Regions from separate parts of the Gossypium hirsutum genome. Here region 2 is linked to region 1. A link is a contact called in public Hi-C data. All regions are on one chromosome and are shown on one strand. The core of a region is the stretch at or near the end of the contact, and the rest is flanking DNA. Distances in the headings are between cores, read along the strand shown.

Region 1 (2,935 bases), core at 113-2,612:
TCCCCTCCACGTCTAAATTTATCTTTAAAATGTGCCTTTTCACAATTTAATTGGACATCAAATAAAATTTGAGGTGAAAGAATCTCAAAAGCTAAATGTTGTTGCAAGTTTTCTCATGTGATGAAAGATTGAAATTTGAAAGAGACCCTTTTACTTTTTCTCTTTTTCATGTTTTGTTTTGAATTATATATATGTGGAATCTGATAGAGAGATTGAAATTTATGAGCATTCATCAATAATGCCTCGATAGATGTACCTAAACAGACGGTGTTCCTTGGATCTATATACCAAAGTCTTAGGGTTGCTTTGCGCCTATGACGGCCCCCAAACTTTAATGCTTTGCACACTAAGATTTTTGGTCATTGTCTTTTTTCTTTCTAAAGTGCTCATCTTTCATGCAAAAGGCCTCTAACTTGCTTTCTCAAAAGAAAAGAAAAAAAAAAGGAAAAAAGAAGAATCATCGATGAAATTCAAAAACGACAATAGAAATGGTTATGCATATAGAGAGAAGAAGAAGCAGGAGAGAGTTAGTACCAGAAACTCGGTGAATGCGCTTATCAAGTAGATGTGATAAGTGGTGAAGAAAGCATCAGATAAGAAACCTCCAAGCAGAGCTAGAAGAAAGGCAGTCCCCATGAAATTGGTGACATTGTTTGCCGATTTAGATGGAGATAAGTGCATGTACTTGGACAAATACATCACTAGGTTGCTGGCATTTGCCAAGTACGCCAGGTTCTCCAGCACTTCCACAACTGACGACACACAAAAATTATCATTATACCATATCAATGAAAGATAATAAATATATATTATATAAGTAGTCCCTTTCAGGCTGGTTCTTTCATAGGTAACTAAGCTAAATTACCCAAGACAAAGGAGGCTGCAAAAATGCCACCATGTCTACCCTTGAGAGCAGGTCGATTCCTCCAATCAGCATAGCCTTCCCATCTGGTATCCTGTAGGTTCACCCCATGTTCCTGCGGCCAAAACTCAAATAAAAACGAAGCGTTATTAGAAAAATAAGAAAGCAATACACAGCTTTCTTGTATGTTAGCTTGAACAAAGCAAATTAAGCCAGGGGGAGGAGTGAAAGAGAGGAGGAGAACATAAAAAAAAAAAAAAAGGAGAGAAAATTAGGGGAGGAAAGAGGAACCCACCATTGCTAGCTGTTTCTCTCTCTTAAGTTTCCAACTTGGTTAAGTTGGATTGGATCTCAGGTGAGAGAGGAAACTTAGATTGGAAAAGCTGGGTGGTGAGTGGTGGATGTATTTAAAGAGTGGGGAAGGGAACTTTGGAGGAGAGAAATGTCTAGACACCTTAGAAAATGACTTCGATCCATCCCCTATGTTATTTAACTCAAATGGTTCTAATCTTCAACTAAGATTATGATTTTTTATAAGTAGGATTCTTCTGTGATAACTAATGAGATATTGGCACATATTGCATAAATCGTTTTATATTGATTAATCCTATTATGTGTTGTTTAATCTAATTAGACTATGTTCTATTTGTGCTTTCTAATTTGTAGTTAGAGTTATTTAAATCTGTCTGTTATGATTCCAATCTAATACCTTTGCCTTTATTATTATCGATGGATATGATTGTATGTTTCATTTTTGTAAAAATATAATAACAAGTCCTTTGAGTGATCACATATTCAAAAAATATATAAATTAAATTTTTATATGTTTTAAATATGAAACTAGCTAATAAATTTTGGACAAACAAAAATACTTTTTACACATTTGTTTTCGGGAATATAAAAATTAATTATATCACTCAATAATAATCAAAATAAATTATATACCATCCAAAAAGAGGAGAGGAAGATTAGGATAGAACTATGAAATCCTCCCAACCCAAAGTAAAAGAGAGGAATAAGGTGTATATTTGACTCTCAACATAACCACATACTGAGTATATTGATATTCAATTATTAAATGTAAAGTTGTTAAAGCCTCAGCCTCCTAATTATAGTATGTTAGCTTTCGGTAAATAGCAACAATGTTAAAAGGGAAGCAAATCTTTAATCTTTGGGATTTTTTAATTATTTTCCATGTTTCCAGTACCACTACTATAATAATAAAATATATGATTAAGATGAAAGAATTGATTCGCTAATCCTCCCCGTATACGTGTTCCAACATGATCCTTTAAGCTTTGCTCCTGACTGATCAATTCAAGAATTTTGTCTCCTGGATGACGATAACATGTACATGCATAGCAGCTTTTATACAAGTGCATTTCTGCCTGACTCTATTTGTTTTCCAAAACCCTAAATCAAAGTTTCACACGAACGAATGGACTCTTTGTAGATTTGCTATCATCTATTTTGTTTATTTAAATTGAGTTTTGACGGTCTCTTGTAAAAATCTTGACCAAGAAATAATGGAGAAAAAGTGAGTCAAATTATAGCTTTTTTAAGGACATACCCACCATCGTCCACTTAACATGCCTAGTGGTACGACCATTGATGGTGATCTTTCTAAAACTATATGTAAAAATAAAGATACCTTAGAAGAAGATTTAATTCTTTGGTTTAGTTAAAGTTAACTGACATGATAGAATTTATGCTGGCAACATGATTTTCGGTATCATTTTTATATCGATCGATATGTTTCAGTTTTAAACCAGTATTATATAATTTGTGTTCTATTCTAATTGAAGTTTCAGGATATTGGTACGTTTTAACCTATAGTTATTAGTATTAGATTTTAATAGTTTAAACTAATTTTTATATATTTATCCTTTAACCATATTTACTTTTTATAATTACATTTAAAAATATAATATAATCAATTAATTTAATTAATAATTTTAAAATTTATATTTATACATACATATTGATATCAAAACAATTAAAACAGTTGAGTGTTAGGATACTAATTATTTTGGCCGGCAGCAAAAGAGGAGCTATATTGTATTATTGCCTTGT
Region 2 (2,935 bases), core at 276-2,775, 170 kb after region 1:
TAAAAAAAAGAGAAGCAAAAAATAGAAAGACAAGTCGAAGGACTTATCTGTTCAAGGTTGGGTTTGGAACTCTAGATCTTCGTTCGGCGATTCCAACGATGGTAAGGCGAACCATGACATGATGTGCCACATATCAAAGAATCTGACGGTGTAAAAGGGAGATTGAAGAAAGAAAGAGATCAAGGCTTTGACCTTTGTTTCATCAAACTTGGGTCGGATTCTTGGAAAACTAATCGACGATTTGAAGAGAGGTGGTGGAAAGGAGTGTTTTGATGGTGCTTGATTGGAGCTCAGATGGCGGCGGCTAGGGTTCATCAAAGGAAAAAGAAAAAATAAAAGGAAGGAGGCCAACAGAAGAAGAAGAAACAAAATTGGGGATTAAGATTTGGGATCTTTTTGGATATTGGTTTTGGCTATTGGAAAATGAAAATTGATTTTTAGTTGAAAACTGCAAAAGAGAGCGGAGACGAGATAGAAAAGTCAAAAGAAAAAAATATTTTTTTTAGATTATGATATCAACCTCATGTAATTTACGTAGCATGTTATAATTTTATTCCGCCACATCTCCTAAACTTAATGATATTAGACTCAGATGCTAATTTAGTTGATGAAAAAAAGTTTAAGTATTTGGGAAAAGTGGACAAGTTTGAGTACTAAAATTATATTTAACCCAATTTTTAAAAAAATAAAAAAAATTAACACTATTTAAAATTTAAAAAATTAAAGTATTTTTAAAATATAATAAAATTCAAAATTATCTTAATCGGATCAAACCAATTGAATTAATAATCAACTAAGGTATCGGTCTAGTGAGAGGTAAAAAACTGGTTGATTCACGAACTGGTTTAGGTTGGTTGAATCTAGCTAAAAAAATAGTTAAACTGGTAGTTGGACATATTTTTATATTTTTAATAGTTTTTTTTTTATTTTTGCTTTTAACCAGTTAAATAGGTCATTTTGGAAATCAATTGGTCAGATTAGTTTAAAATTTGTTCAATTGTCGGTTCAACCAATCTATATGAATTCATGGCTCAACTGAATTTTTTCCTCTCGTCGGGTTGATACCCTAGTTGGTTCATTGTTTAATTGGTTGGTTCAATCTAATTTAGATTAGATTGAATTTTGGGAAAAAATTATATTTTAAAATCATTTATATATTTTTTTCTGAAATTTAAAGAGTTTTTAATTTTTTATTTAAAATACGCAAAAAGATTAAAATTTTATGTAATCTTAAAGGGGTCAAAATTATAGAAGATTGTAAAGTTAATTTAGTAGCTACAAGATTTTTGAAAAAAGAAGTGTAATAATTCAATATTTGGAAAGAGAAGATGACGTTTAGAATCTGAATTTGGGGTTTGGAATTGGATGATGTTGATACATTTGGTCCAAACCAGACGAGTTGAAAATTATGTTGGAATTTTCCTTTATTTATTACTAATTTCATTTCCGTAGGCAAATCGTGTTTCTAGTGTGATCTTTTGACTTTCCCAGAACACCTGTGTTTATTTCACAGCGTCGGCACGTAACACGATTCTTGTTTCCATGCCGAAACTTCAAAGCCTTGGACGGTTTTCAAACGAACACGGCTTTTTAATTACAAGATAAATAAAAGATGCATGACCCATTCGCAGCAGATGAATGAATTTGGCAATTCTCTAAGGAAGACATTAAAAATGGTGACCAAAACTCCATTGTCTACAATAGCGCAGGCGTTTGAAGAGTTATCGCAGTGTGGAACCAAGGATGAAGGGCTTCCGTTGGATAAATTCTGCGATGCTTGTTCTTTGGTTTCTGTTCTTTTTAACTCCCTCGGTCTCGCCTTCAAATTTGCGGAGATGGAGTACGTCGCCAAGGTTTATTTGATTTCCCCCCTCTATTTGGAACCAATCACTGAAACTTTAAGTTATTAATTGATGATGGATGGATGGTTTAAATCAGGTAGGTAATCTTGTGGAAGCATCAAAAAGGTTTGCCACTTTAGAAAATATAGTTGATGCAGATGTAGGTAATGGGACAGTGAAAAAACAGAGAAGCCCTTCGCGAGATCTGCGTCGTGTTAGGCAGGGTCTTGACCTCGTACGAGCTTTATTTGAACAATTTTTGTCATCCAAGTACGTTAGATGCCCTTCCATCTATAACTCTTTATTTTTCTCGAGGGAATCCTGGTATTATCCTTGAGTGTGAGCATCTCTAAGTGTTTGTTGCTTGAATTTACCTTTTTTTTTTGTTGTTGTTGTTGTTGTTGTTGTTGTAGGGATTACTCATTGAGAAACGCAGCTTCAACAGCTTATGCTCAAGTATGTGCACCGTATCACACATGGGCGGTAAGGACTGCTGTTTCTGCTGGAATGCATACACTTCCATCAAGGGAACAACTTTTGCTGAAACTCAACGAAACAGATCATTCAGCAAAGAAGAAAATGAGAAGGTACATCAAAGCTTCACGCCCACTGATTGATTACATCGATAAGCTTTATATTTCTAGAAAGATCAGGTTGGACTGGTGAATTAGTTATCAATTTGGGGGTCTTTCTTTCGACCTGCAAAAATCTAAATCCTTCATGAACAACCTTGTTTGTTCCCAGATGGGAGCATCTTCAAAGTCTAATGACACAATCCTAGGTTTCAATTCATACAAGGAAAGAAGTTCGGGTTGTTTGTTTGTTTATAATAAAACCAACTGATTCCATGGAAAGCAATATTGTTCTATCTTCAAGAAAGGAATCTTTGGTTTATTTGTACATTAAAAAAAGCTGAGAGCTGACAGAAAACAAGAGAATTTGCCTTACTATGCTTTGGTTTTTCTTTATGGATATTGAAAAGTCAGTCCTAAGACACTCTGATTTACTTTGACAAAAATCCAGTAGTTATTTATTGTACAAGATAAGTCCCAATTTTTTGTGCTTGCCGGCAAGAAAATCCTTACCCAAATTTA

The links. Hi-C and Micro-C count contacts between places; a contact is called where the count stands out from the background.
Region 2: a contact with region 1 is called in a Hi-C map of leaf, with 1.5 times the contacts expected there. The contact joins the promoter of LOC107946428 here to the promoter of LOC107946422 in region 1. A contact is called at or near these places in 7 of 34 Hi-C or Micro-C datasets (callus and leaf).

What each region holds. Positions count from the first base shown.
Region 1 is chrD12:51,044,082-51,047,016 of Gossypium_hirsutum_v2.1, forward strand. It overlaps LOC107946422 (protein NRT1/ PTR FAMILY 4.6), which reads right to left and starts at 1,363. Exons shown (of 5, transcript XM_016880740.2): 1 at 1,158-1,363; 2 at 866-977; 3 at 535-752. The coding sequence starts at 1,160.
Region 2 is chrD12:51,212,669-51,215,603 of Gossypium_hirsutum_v2.1, forward strand. It overlaps LOC107946428 (ACD11 homolog protein), which reads left to right and starts at 1,526. Exons shown (of 3, transcript XM_016880751.2): 1 at 1,526-1,853; 2 at 1,939-2,111; 3 at 2,255-2,847. The coding sequence starts at 1,617. The coding sequence ends at 2,507.